Linked DNA regions of Mus musculus: region 1 is linked to region 2. The links are chromatin contacts, called in public HiChIP or PLAC-seq maps. All regions are on one chromosome and are shown on one strand. Each heading gives the region's core, a stretch centred on a gene start, on an enhancer-like site or on the middle of the called end of the contact. The rest is flanking DNA. Distances are from core to core; before and after follow the strand shown.

Region 1 (7,643 bases), core at 1,613-4,112, 510 kb after region 2:
CTCTGCTTCCACAGTCCTTTAAAGTTGCCAATATTAAGAGAGCTAAAAACAAACAAACAAAACCCCCCAAAAACCACTGTAATTAGAATAACTAAGGGTAAATACATCTCAGCCCAGGATCAAATACAGAAAAGGCTTTTCTTACAATGTCTGGACAGGGCTACGGAAGGCAGAGGAAACTTGTACAGAAAAAGACTCAAGTGTGAGGTGAGCAAGCAGGACTAGCCAGCACTCCCTCCCGTGTGTGGCTTCTGCAGGATCCACAGGCAGCACACTGACGGCCAGGCTTCTGAGTTAGTAAGGTCAGCTCCTGGAAAACCCTCCAGCTTACATACCATCATTCAACATTCCAAGTGAAAGAACAGCGGAAAGTAGCCAAAGAACCACACACAACCTCCAGCTCCCCTTCCCAATTTAACTGAACTTGAGACCAGAAAAGTGGCCCAGTACATGAGCAGGCAGGACAGCCACTTTGGGAGCCAATGCTACATAGACGGCACAGCACTGGTCAGTTTTTTAGATGATGAAAACTGAAAAGGCAAAGTTAACACAGTGATTTACAACTCTGTAACTAATTGAACACTCATATACACAGCATACAAAGTGGCCTTTCAAAGTCAGCCCATAAATGTAAGACATGAAGTAAGAAAATACCTATGAAACAAAATTACAAAATAAATTCACAACTTCAGTATATGTAATCAATAACACTTAAGAAAAGTTACATTTGCTTTAGACCACATTTTTGCCAATAACTTTATTCTTTCTCATACACACACAAATAAGCCTCAGATACAAGTTGAAGGAAGTCAGAGAAGTCAGGGGTTCTTCAGCTGCCTGTATTTTATCATCACTTAGGGTTTTTTAGATGCACTGATCGGAGGTGGTATAAAATTGTTGGCAAGTTACCACGCTTGCTTTACAGTTGGGAAGATGGGCATAATTAATTTCTGTACATATAATGTGCATTAGTATCATGACGATACAAAACCTGATGAGAAATTAATTACAAACGTTTTTAACACAGAAATTTAATTATTCATTCCTGACTAAAACCATCCACAGTTAGTAGTCATGGCACACAAACAAAACTGCTTTGAAAACCGTTTCTCAGCCATTTGGGTAAGTGACTTTTATTGTGTTTAGGACCTAAGGTTGTGAATTTAAAACAAACAACCATTGATTATTTCACAGCATTCAAATTCAAAATGAGTTTAGTCCTGAGCTGGAGAACTACAATGACTCTGAGAAGATGACTAAAGACTCCTCAGTCACTACGCTGCTAAGGCCTGAGCTGAAGTGCTTGCACCCTGGAGTGTAAGCAGCTTCTGACCAAGTCCTCACTGACAGTAAAACACTCGCTGGACACAAGAACGAGAAAAACTCCTAACAACCATTGAAGCTTGGGGAAGCCCTGGCCCATGAGTGGCACATGGAACCATGTACAAGAGTAGTGACATTAGAGAGAGAACTGCTGTGTTCTGATTTCAGGAACTCTACTTCAGCTGGCATTTCGTCATCCCAGAGCAAATGGCTGATGAAGGTAACTATGTAAAAACAGAGAATATCTGGGAATGATACTTAAATAAAACTGTCTGAAACTCCAGTGTACTCTGGTTTAAAACACATGAAGACCCAAAGCTGAGCAGAATTTTAGAGGCTCTCAACGGGAGCTAGACACTTTGAGAGTCATTGGAAGGGCAGCAGTAAACCTGTCAGGTGGCGCACGGCTCAGTCACAAGGGTAGTCACTAACACGTCCTTTCAGAGATGGATGCATATAGAGCTAATAACTGATTTTTTTAATAACTGATTTTGTATTACTGAGGCGAACTCAGTTTCAAAAAGCTAAGACAAAGCTACTGCCGTGTTCATAGTTTGGGAAAGAATTTTTTCTCCTAAAAATGAAGGACCAGTTCAATAAATTTAATTTACAATTCTACACATTATATTATACATAACTCACAAATCAACAGGTAATAAGTTAGTAAAAAATGGAAAAGCCTAATTCAGGAAAGATAGTTTTAATATGTACAACATTCTGCAAGACGCACATTCACACTCTCCCTCTTTTATAATAGGGTGACCCCAAAAAAAGTTACAAATTACCTTCTCTAGATTTATATTTGAAAATAAAATTGAAAACAAATTCTGATTTCAGAAATGGACATATTCAAACCTATTAGTGTCTGAATTCAGAAACTTCACTGCCCTAAGGCAAAAACATAGGATTTTTAAATTATGTCAAAAGCACCATTAATACAGAACTTTAACAAGTTTGTAGGAACTTATATGACTAGTCAATTAACCTAAAGAAATTACAGATTAAAAAGTACCAGCTTCACTACACAGCAGGCAAGTTAAAGGTCAACAAAGGAGCATTCGCTGATTAGTCATGCCAGAAATATTGTTAGAATCACTCCCATTAGAACTATCATTAAAAGTATGAGAAAGACAAGCATCAAGGGTTAAGTACAACACAATTTCCAACTTAGTTCAGTGAATACATAAGTTGAGATAAAATGATACAGAAACCAATTATACTACCAAGAACATCATTTCCAATGCACTTTGTGAACAGCTATAGGAATGAGGAATACCACTTCCTTTCTGGGTGTGGAGGGAGCCAAGCGAGGGGCTAGCTAAGTGGCTGTGCTGGGCAGGATGATCAGGATCATATGGGTGGCATTATCTGAAGTCACAACTGCCCCACTGCACGTTGAGCCCTGCGTAAGCAAAGGAAGAGGAGGCAGCTCCGTTTTCCAACCCACTGCTTTTCAGTCCCTGAGTTGAAGTTACTGATTATGCAAATCCAAAATGACACAGGTCTTTCCCTGAACCCCTTCATTCTGTGACGTACCATCAACACCATCTGCAGTTTCGCTTTCTTCTTCCTCTTCTTCTAGCATTTCAAAAGGAGTCATTATATCATAGAGAAATGAGAGGAAACCATAAAACCAATCTGAACTCTCCTCCGCTAAAATAGTAAGGACTTCCTCAAGAGAATCAATATTTTCATTACTGCCATCTTTGGTCAGGCCTACATAAGAATAAAGGAAGAGAGAAAGAGAAAACAAGAAGAGCAGTTAGGTGGAAAAAGTTAAGCTTAGGCAGAGTGATCTCAAAAGGGGGGCGTATCATGGTCCCAGGTTTACAGAAAGGTAATGCGGAGAATACAGAGACCGGTACGAAGCACACCTCCAAGTCAGGCTTCAGTCCACCCAGCAAACCTCACGCTCCTCCCAGCTCATGAGCAGATCATCTTTTTCCTACTACAGTCTTGGGCAGGAAACCCTGCAGAGTATCAGCACACTCTGCAGACAGTGATAGGAGAAAGTGATACAGAGGGCAAAGCAAACACTTCCGACAGCCTCCCAATCTGCACACTGATGAGCCAGACCTGATCATACGCCCTGGAGTAAACTGCAGGTGCTCCGGAGTACATAAGCCAGCGGATTACAGCCTGCAGCATCTCATCTGGTATCCAGACGCTCAAATATGGTCATTCATATCAAACGCCTAACTCAGTTAGTGCTATACACTCTTACAACTTGTTCAAGGCCTTGTAAGTTAGAATGAGCTGATAAGAGTCCTCTCTGCCTACCTAGAAGAACCCCGAGGAAGGCTGAGAAGGCTCTAGCAGCCACTGGCAGGGGGGGTAGGGATAGGGGACAACCCTGACCCCTCTTCCTCTTGCCCATGAAAGAAGGCATTCTTACTGCAAAGATTCTTGTTCTCTGCTGTTTTCTAAGCACTGCTCCCAAACAGGACCCTCTGAATAGAAGAAATAAAGAGGTAAATTATTATGACCGTCTCCAGTGGGAAATGACCCGAAGTAGGGAAAGACCCTTGAGATGTAAAGTCAGTTCCCTATACACTGAAAGGCCCCAGAATTTGAGGAAGAAAAGCAGGTGGTAGTTATGACAGGAAGAAATATGTGCATCAGAATCTCCAGCGCCTTCGTAACCAAAGCCGGGTCATTTCAGGTCATTTACAACACAACTTCTCCATGTACCACAACTACCAGCAATACCGACATACAAGAGATAACAGAATCCTGGCTACCTGTCAAGCTTACAGTGAACTTCTCTGCTATTGTCAACTGAAGAACAGGCCCTATCAGTTTCCACATGTGAGGAGAGAGGAAAGACACAAACTGCAGTCAGTATTTAATCAGTTTTTGACAAGTCCCGGGCTTTTTCATTTAACTTGAGTCTCCCAATGCTATGAACAGAGATCTGCATTTCCACCCAAGACCTGTGAGAACGATACTTCTCCCCACCCTAAATACTACCACCGTGTATTTAGAGAAAACCCTTGCTGTGTTTCATTATCCTCTGTGCTCTAAGTGCTTCCTATTACTACATATAAAATAAGAAACTTCCGAGCTTCAGCATGGCAAGTGGCACTGAGCAGCAAACATTTGGACAATGACCTACCTACACGGCCTAGAGTTGTGTGTGTCCTGTATATGGATGTATATATTTGTGTGTGTGTCCTGTATATATTTGTGAACATCACATACTTGTGTGTGTGCATATGTGGTGTCAGAAGTTTCTGTCAAGCATCTTCTTCATGACCCAGCACTGAGCCTGGGAGGCCTTGAGGTTCACAGTGAGTTTGCCTTGAATGTGGGAGCCCAGGTAGGTGCCGAGTGAAGCAGCACAGGGTATCTCCCTAAAGGAGATCACTGAGTAGCAAGTCCTGAGGGATTCTCCTGTCCCCACTGCCTGAGGAGAAATGAACTGTTGCACTGTGAGAATCCAGGTTTGGGTCCTCAGGCTTGGGAAACAAGGGTTTCACCAACCACTCCATCTCCAAAGCTGTATCTGTAGTTCTTAAAGCAGGAATGCCAGGCTGACAAGAAAAATGATCCTGGGCACAGACCTCCTCTGAGCTGAGTCTGCCTCAAATGAACAGCACTAAACGCTGGGCGAGCTCCATGCTCCTCATATGGCCTCACGGTCCTTTCCAGTCTTTGCTTAGGCTGAGTGCCTCTGCTTGGTGCTGCAGCCACACCTGACTGACAGGGGTCAGCCATACCTGACAGGGGTCAGCCACGTGCTAGCTGTACAACAGAGGGGCAGGCTTGCATCTTCCGGCGAGGTTATTATAAGACATTAGTCCTAGAACTGAGTCCTGGGCATTCCTGCTGACAGTATGTGGGGAACATTTTTTTTTCTTTTTTCTTTTCTTTTCTTTTATTTAGATTATGAATCAATTGCATCACTTTCCCCTTCCCAGTTGGTCTTTCCTCCAAACCCTCCTATTGCAGCTCCAGCCAGTGCTTGCTGTCTCTCCAGTTCACTGCCTCTCTCTAATTGTGGTTGCATATGCACGTGTCTATAGGTTTCATTAACACACTGAAACCCAAATCACTTGCATTTCAGACGACTTGGCCTAAACAATAGGAAATTCTATGTCCAAGGGCAGGGCATTTTCAAAGTGCATCAGGATACTTAGAATTAGTAGGATCAGTAGGAGCTATGGGTCTTGAGGAAAATCTAAAAAGAAAAGCAGCATATAGACTTTCCACAAATTAGTATTAGAGCTAGGCTTCAAACGCCAGGGGAAAAAAGTGTGGCCTGCGTGCCAGGTCTGTGGCCATTTAACGCTACATTAATTACTGTGCTTCTCAGTAATCTCTGTCCTCTCCTCTCTGTCACCTCTCCTCTCCGTCACCTCTCCTCTCCTCTCCTCTCCTCTCCTCTCCTCTCCTCTCCTCTCCTCTCCGTTACCTCTCCTCTCCGTCACCTCTCCTCTCCGTCACCTTGCTTCCTGCCTTTACCTAAAACTGCGCCCTAAGGGCCGAGGTCTCATCTCAACAAGACAGAAAACAAAGGCTGCTGTCAAGTGGGGCATGCTACCATCGTAGCTACCAACCTAACGATTGTTGTTCATGACTTCATTTCTTTCACTTGCCTAAACTAACGTCACCTGAAGATTTAATGTAGGTACTAAAACTCTGATTTAGATTGATAATGATGAAATTATAGCCAGAAAGCAATTACCATTAAGTCAAGATAGATCATGAAAGCTGCACAGTGGACTTCCAACTGTAAATAGGAAACGCTACCTCCCACTGCGCATACGGGAAAAGCATACACCAAGGTAGGGCTAAGTCAGGAGCTCTGTTACAGCTGGACATAAATAAAACTGCTTCATTCTTAGAGTTTGTTTTAAAAGGACGTAAAATCTAACTATGCAAAGCTGCTAACCTGCTACAATACCTTTCTATTGCTTCACAATCATAAATTCACAAGATGGTTTATTTAGCATGCTACTAAACTTAGGGCATATATAATACCAGGCCACAGCTATTGCCTTGCTAAGTAATTCCATCTGAAGCTTTAATATATATTGCTTCATACTAAGGAACAGGAAGTAAGCTGCTTCAAACCAGCCAAAACTGGCCAGAGTACACAAAATCTGCACATTCAAGTCACCACTAGCCTTCCTATTAAGACAGTATTTTAAAACAATGAGGAAATACCAATCTTTATTTAGTTCAAGAAAAACCTAGCTGTTAACGTAGTTACAAACACAGAGAGGAATCCATGACTGTCAAAACAGGAAAATGTGATCAATAACCACTAGTGTATGTTTTCATGTAAACTTAAATACAAATAGGACATTAAAGATACTTTCTGCCATGGTTTTATTTCAAAACTAACTTATGTAAAACTTGAGAAATGTACAGCTTCATCCATGGTCATATCATACTGAACATTTGGCCTTCATTTGGTCTCATTATGTATGCTAAGCAGAGCTGGCCCTAATCAGCATTTTAATGGGAGAAATTTACATCTTATAGTCAGGATTATGAAAAATAGTACTTTAAAAAAATCTGTTCCTCATTTGAAAACACATGAGGACATTACCTATATCTCTGAACATTAAGTTCAGAATATGAAATGCTTAAATCTGGAAACACAAATGAAGCTATAATTATTAAAATTTGATGTATTAAGAGCTACATGCTCTTATAAGAGCAATTTAAAAAGTCACAATGGAAGAGTGCTCATTTAGTATATCAATAAAAATGAAATATTAAGTTGCAAAATATCTTCCATAAAATGTTTACATTTCCCACACCTGAAAGGCCAGGAGAATGAATGGAAATCGCAGCTGCCAGGCATGGGTGGGGAGGGAGGTAGGGGGTGGGGGTGGTTCCCAGGACTCAATGCAGGTGACCTTAGCTGAGATGCCTAGCACCAGTGGGGACACTAAACCTAAAGAGGCCACCTCTTGTAGACAGGCATGACCCCCAGTGAACACCAACACACTCACAAAACTTTCGATCCAAACTTTGCCCTTTCAGAAAGAGATGCAGGGACAAAGATGGAGCAGAGACTGAAGGAATGGCCAGCCAACAACTGCAGATACCAATCTCTGACCATGTTAATGATACTCTGTTATGCTTACAAAGAGGAACCTAGCACAACTGTTTTTTGAGAGGCTCTACCAGCAGCTGACTGACACAGATGCAGATACTTAGAGCTAAATATTGGATGGAGGCTGGGGACCCCTACGGAAGAGTTAGGAGAAAAATTGAAGGCCCTTAAGGAGATGGCAACCACACAGGAAGACCAACAGGGACAACTAAGCTGGACTCCTGGGAGCTCCCAGAGACTGAGCCACCAA
Region 2 (6,731 bases), core at 2,779-5,278:
TATTTTTTATTCATGCAGTATAATCAGTGCTGACTATGCACTCCTGAGTGTGTGACCATCCCCTAGAACACGTGAGACCTGCCAGGAGCCATAGCCTTCAACAAAATGTACCCAGTTTTATTTGCACAATCTGTTTGTCAGTCTCTGGAAGGCTCCCGACACTATCATCAGTAATTTGGGGCATCTGGTACATGGGACATCAGTTTGGGAAGATAGCCATCCCCGTATCCTTCTGCACTGACTATAATGACATTCAGAGCAGCTGACACTTTGCTTGCAGCTCTGGGCCACGGGAGCGTCCCACAAACACTACCTTACAGAGGAAACCTGTGGTCTTGGGGGAATGAGGTGCCGCAGCAAACTAAGACAGAAGACAAGAAAGCACACCATGTACTTGTGTGACAACAGATGATTTTTATAGTCTTTCCCAATCTCCGAGTTTATTCCTCTGTAACTTGTGTAACAGTGTGTATCCTAAAATTTTAGCCACTTAGCTGTAGAAAAAGGCAAGCTATGGCAAAGTGCAAACTATGATGGCTCAGTGGTTAAGAACACTTGCTGTTTTTGAAGTGGACATGCCATATCGAGTGGCTCACAGTTGCTTATAACTTCAGTTCTAGAAGAAATTGTGCCCCCTTCTGGCCCCTATAGCCAGACCCCTGCACACATGTGGAGCACATATATACACCCAAGCACACAACACATACATATGAAATAACAAATACATCCTTAAAGATTCTCAAGCACGAAAAACTAAAGGCCTAAGATTATGAAAGAGGTATTTATATAACTGTGTATGTACACACACACACACACTCACACACACACACACACACACACACACACACACACACACACACAGCATTGCAGAAAATCTTGAATCATCTTAGCCCTTGGTCAAAGTATCCTAAGGCACAGTGTGTGTGTGTGTGTGTGTGTGTGTGTGTGTGTGTGTATGTGTGTGATTTGCACCAGGTGTCACCACCTCTCTGTGAAAAGGGCTAGGTAGTAAATGTATTTGGTTTTGTGGCCTTTGGGAGATAGTCACCTCTGTCTCAGGCTGCAGAAGTCACCACACACTACACAGAAATGAATGACGGTGGCTCAGTTCCAAGAAAACTTTCTGGATACTGCAGTGTGGGTCATTTTCACATGTCATGAAATTATACTTGTCTCCTTCAATCATTATATAGGGGTCAAAAGCCCCCTATAGTAGCTTGTAGGCCATGCAGCAGTAGATGTTGGAACGCTCTCTTGCTGCTCCCCGCTCTGCCAGCCACTACACAACTCTTTGGTAGAATCATCTGCACTCACAGATGTTAGACTGAATGGCAGAAGAGCCTGATGCAAATTCAGCAAAGCACCACTGAAGCAAGCAACTTGCCTGGAAATCTCCCACGCTCTGAACCAACTGAACCCTCTCCACGGTAAGGAACGACTTCATCAGAAATGAAGAATGCCCAAGCCACTTTGCAGTCAGAGAAGGGATCAAAAGAAAAAACAAAAAAACCACCAGTCAGATTTTGGTTTGCTTTTGTGGTGTTGTGGATCAAATCCTGAGCCCTGTGCAGCTACCAGTGAACCACAACGTCCCTCAGTTGCTTTGGGTACTGATGAAGCCGCACACTAGCAAGCTACTTGCTAAACGACGCTTCTTTCCCTTTGAGAAAGATGGTGACCGCCTCATGCATCATTCTGAGGTCTTAGGGAATAGTTGTAAATGAAACATGTCTACCAAGAGGTCTAGGAATTGTCAAAAGAGTCCCTGATGTTCAAAGCATCCTAGAAATATTTAGAGAAAGCAGGCGACCTTGTAGTGCTCTCAAGTGAAGAATTATTTCTTGTCTCTGCGCTTTGAGAGTTAATTATCCATTTAAGTCATTCTACATTAAAAAAAAAAAAAAAAGCAAAAGAACAGAAGTCCTGGTGAGTTTCCATGAGTGTCTGTGGTGGGGAAGCCAGAAGGTGCTTTTTGAGTGCCAAGAAAGCATTACGCAGTCTTCTGGATTGTCATTTTTTATCATCGATGGCACAGGAGAACCTGGACTCTTTTAACCTTCTGAAAAAGCTGCATCATTTCCCCAGTAGACAATTTTGGAAACACCCCAGCCCTTGGTAGGAAGCGCATTAAGGCATAAGGACACAGGAGCTGGCAGGACAGAGCCTTTGCCTAGGAATTCAGTTCTTAGGCATTAGGACTAGTTGAACCACGGTGTTCTGGTGTTCTCATGAGCGAAATGAAGCTGACAGGCTGCTAGGTGTCTCTTTCCAACATGGCTAAGCAAAATGAGATGTCCTATGGAAAATAATTAGTACAATGTCTGGTACCTGGTAAGGACAAAAATGATAGTTCTTATCATCTTGACAGTTGGACTTACTATGTGCATCCATGCTTGTGTGTACAGGTATGTGTGCCTCTGTGTATGTGTACATTCATGCATGTGTTGGACTATGTCTCATAAAAATCATCGAAACTTGTGACACTTAAACATATATGCAACCAGTCTGGGAAATAAAGCTCTCACAAAGGCTTCCTGGCGTCCATGGAGGAGTCAGAGTCCGAATGAGCAGGCACTGTGGCCTGTGAGATCAAAGAAGGACGGGAGCATTCAAAGCATGTTTGCTGTCATGTCAAAGCAAACTGCGTGCAGAGGCATCGGATCACAGCAGACACCGTACCCATCCGCTCACGTACATCGATACAGCAGGAAGTATATTCTGTGCTTATGTTGTTTAAGGTAGCGTAGCATGGAACTTCTTGAGCTTTATAGTGAAATAAAAGCACACAAATATATGGAGTGTACTTAGATTGGAAAAGTTGCCTCCTGGAAGAAGGCTGGGGACATGGAGACATGGGAATGCAGCAGCAATAGGAATAGCTGATACAGTGAACGGTAAGGAATTGGAACTAAGATGCTGCCGTGCCCATGGGGAGTGAGCACTTAACCTTTGGCGCAGGTCTCCTCTGGGTTAAATGCTAAAACCTCAGAAGAGAGCAAAGCCAGTCATAGTGGCGTGGTAGTCACCTTTCCACTTGAGAGAGCTTATAGAGGGGAAGGCTCATTTTGAATTCCAGGCTTGGAGGTTTCAGTTTAGGGCCATTTGGCATTTGGTCTCCTTTGGAGTCCCTGACTTCCCAATATGCAGAAGCACAGGTGGGTCCTCTCATGGCTGAGAGACCAACAAGAGAGGGAAAGGGGCTCGAATCCCCAGTGAGCAGAGGTCCACAGCTCCACTCTTACAAGTTCTACCACCTTCCAGTAGTGCCACCGGCTGAGGGACAGGCTCCAGTGACCCTTTCCAGGTTCCAGCATCTGATAGTATCTAGCTCTAGTAGGACTGAATCAAGTTTCAGAGATGACCCAGGTAAAGGGAGATAATTTGAGTTTGTCCTCTTAATCTATGTGTCCTCCTAAGGACGGATCAGAGGAAGGCAGAAAGACTGTGGGAAAGAATACAGGGACTCTGTCATAAGTTCCTGTCACTCAAAACCACTCACATGCCGCACATCATGATGGCCTCATCTACAAAGTACTCATAGCCACAGGTACGGCAGGGGAGTAAGACCTGTACTCATGGCCCTCAGAGTTGTGGTAAAACCAGATTATTTCAAGGTGCTCAGGCTGGGAGTAGAACTTGCCTGATTTTTTCCTGCAGCTTAGGGGCCAGCTTTCCAAATTCATCATTCGGCTCCCTTGTATCCTGAATCCTACTTATGATTTCTTGCGAGTTAAAAACTATTGACCCGACTCACACCTGCAAATCCAACCGTAAGAAGTCTGATTCTTGAGGGCTGTGGCAAGTTTGAGGCCAGCCTGAGCTGCAGAAAGACACCTTAGGTGCGGGTGGGGGTGGGACAGGGGGGTGGGAAGAGGAACAAAGAACAGCAAACCAGGAAATGAAAGGCTACGTGAGAGCTTGATCTTATGACTTCTCAGAAGGCGGTGAACATGATAAGGCTTTCCCACCAGAGGAAGGGGCAGTTCAGAAAGAACGTGATTAGATGGTGTTAGTCATCAAGGGAAGGCTCTTGAGAGAAGCCACAGCCCCTCCCCCACATCTGTTGCCCTTTCTGAAAAAGACTCTGACAGTTCGAAGCACCAAAACGTTACTGTCTTCCCTATTAACGTTTGTGGTTTCTTCTAGTTTTATGAGTGTGTCTGCTTTTTACAAATTAGTAAAAACCAGAGAGATACGTGATGCTTTAAAAAGTTTATAATTCAGACCTTTTTGTCTAGAAAAAGAAAATGTTAATTCCACCAGTGATTTTGTAACTTCCTTAAATCTCTTGTTCCTGATACAGAACAAAAGTCATTGACGTTTTAAGACCAGAAAATTGCAACAAATACATTTTTAATTACGGCAAACTAAAAAAATATGAATAGTGATGCTTTAAATTATTCCTCAACCTCTCATTTCTAATGAACAATATTTCAAAAAAAAATTTTAATTTTTAAAAAAGATTTATTTATTTATTTATTTATTTATTTATTTATTTATTTAATGTATATGAGTACACTGCAGCTGTTTTCAGACACACTAGAAAGGGACATCAGATTCCATTACAGATGGTTGTAAGCCACCATGTGGTTGCTGGGAATTGAACTCAAGACCTCTGGTAGAGTAGTCTTAGCTGCTGAGCCGTCTCTCCAGCCCTACATTTTAGGTTTTTTAAAAAAGAATTTCTATGGTTTTGAAATTACTGGAAATAGTCTCTTATTATTAGTTTAACAAGAATCTTTTTACACTCCTAAATTGGCAAAGTATCTGTCAGGGTGATTTTATCATTCCTTTGTAGAGTATTATGGCTTTTATTGTTTCATTTTTATTAAAAAAATTAATTTGAATATAATTACATTACTTCACTGTATCCCTGTCTTCCATTCAATCCCGCCCATCCCCTCCCACTTCCTCTCACATTGATGGCCTCTTCATGATTATTATTGTTACATATATATGCATTAATATATAAATATATCCTGCTAAATCCATGGCTTGGATGTATATGTTTTCATGACAGACTCACTTTGTATTGGACAGCCCATTAGGGAGCTGATCTGGCCAGAGGCTAATTTTCCATCTCTCCACAGTCATGAGTTGCCTGGAGTTCTTTGTTTAGGAGGTGAGACACAGATTTCCCCCTTCCACTTACTGGGTCTATTGATATTTACTTTATAGCCATATTGTTGAGGTATCATTATGAAGCGTCCGTGCCATTTCTAAGAGGCATAAGCTCACAGCAGACTTTCTGGTCCTCTGGATCTAATAATGCCCAGGGATTAAGCCCTACAGAGAACAGTCCAGTGCAAGGCAGCAACCACAGCTGTATTTTGGCCAGCCTGGGATTCTAGCCTTTTGATCCATGTTTACACTAGAGCTTTGCCCCTGTGCTGGAGTGGCCCCATGACCACACCAGACAAAAAGCAAGTTGGAGCAGGGCGGGTGGATGTGGGGGAGGAGGAGGGTGGTTGTGGGGGTTGGGGTTGGGTGTGGGGGATGGGGGGCAATGGTGTCTTTTTTTTTTTTTTTTCTTCACTCCAAACATAATAAGAAGAAAGAATGGACTTTGGTTTGATTCTCAGAGATGGATTTGTTTTTTTTTTAAACCATCTTGTTCTGATACAACAAAAGCAGAGACAAAAAGACTTACCTGCAGTGAAAATGTTACTTAATCTTAAAAGAAATGGATACAAGGCAGTCATTAAAAAACACAAAGCCAGTAAAATACCTCCAGGGCAAGTAGCTAGCAGGATGGCTTTCCCCCTGAGGCTACTTTTTCACACTTAAATCTTATTAAAGAACAGCACTGGAAAAGTCTTTGGTCACTGACTAAGTTTTAAAACAGTGTTTCTAACTAACACAGGAGACAACACTCACATTCAGAGCAGCTCATAGATTCCAGGACTTGATGCTGATGCTGCAAGCAACAGGGTGTGCTGTCTGTGTGTAGTCCTCGTCTGACTGGCCATGACTGCTGCTCATTGTCTTAAAGATGAGGAACTTATAATTGTCTTTATTTGTTAAAAATCATTGGTTTTAGCCATTGATCTTTTTTTCCTCTTAAATTTGTCCATTTTCTCTAGGATTCTAGACTACCGTGAGTTAATTTTGTTCGTGGAGATCCTTCTGTGAACACTCAGGCTCTGGCACATAAAATGCCCCACTCGCAAGTAAGCAGGACCTGAACGAGAGGGACAAGGGACAAGGGGAAAGGGGAGCTCCTGAAAGTGCTGACAGCAAACAGTGGCAGATGTCCGGTGGAATGCTGGCTCACTGGGACAGAAGCAGGGTGCCGAACACTTCAGGGATACTTCATCATAGCTCTCCAGCATGCCTCTCGGCAGCTAAGGCTACTTCTCCAAACTGATGGCAACGTGGATGAGGACGTATACAGAGACGAAGCAAACGTCACAGGGTCATAGGGTCAAAGGACAACCTGGGCTAATAGAAAGCCAGGGCTCTCTTCTGCAGCCAGTTCCCTCTGCTGCCTTCTCCTTCCTGAGCCCTATACAAAGCACTCAGTTTAGTATCAAAGTGACCCTTGTGGCTGTCAGGGGTGCTGGGGACAAAATGGGAGCAGGATATGGCAGCTAGATTCAGAGAGTCACACACAAGACTTATGCAGAAAGGGTTCCTCAAAATGACAGGGAGAAAGGCAATAGCTGGGTAGCCCCACATTTTGGCTTGTTTGTTTCAGTTATGCTACTTTCCTCATGAAGTTCTAGTGGAAA

Evidence for each region. HiChIP or PLAC-seq counts read pairs in DNA pulled down with a chosen protein or histone mark.
Region 1: a contact with region 2 is called in an H3K27ac HiChIP or PLAC-seq map of microglia, with 4 times the contacts expected there. The contact joins two enhancer-like sites. A contact is called at or near these places in 3 of 115 datasets of contacts at active chromatin or transcription factors (the 230-238 cell line, acute myeloid leukemia and microglia).

The regions. Positions count from the first base shown.
Region 1 is chr4:9,627,914-9,635,556 of GRCm38.p6, forward strand. The region is part of intron 3 of Asph (aspartate-beta-hydroxylase); the gene reads right to left. Among named protein-coding and RNA genes, the nearest start is that of Asph, 37 kb to the right of the region's middle. Within about 2 kb of position 2,863, at least 105 of the 459 cell types and tissues checked have an H3K27ac peak or open chromatin away from gene starts, as enhancers often do. A contact at or near this core is called in acute myeloid leukemia and microglia, where this site is marked.
Region 2 is chr4:9,112,088-9,118,818 of GRCm38.p6, forward strand. No RefSeq gene overlaps it. Among named protein-coding and RNA genes, the nearest start is that of Gm50597, 6.1 kb to the right of the region's middle. Within about 2 kb of position 4,029, at least 76 of the 459 cell types and tissues checked have an H3K27ac peak or open chromatin away from gene starts, as enhancers often do. A contact at or near this core is called in acute myeloid leukemia and microglia, where this site is marked.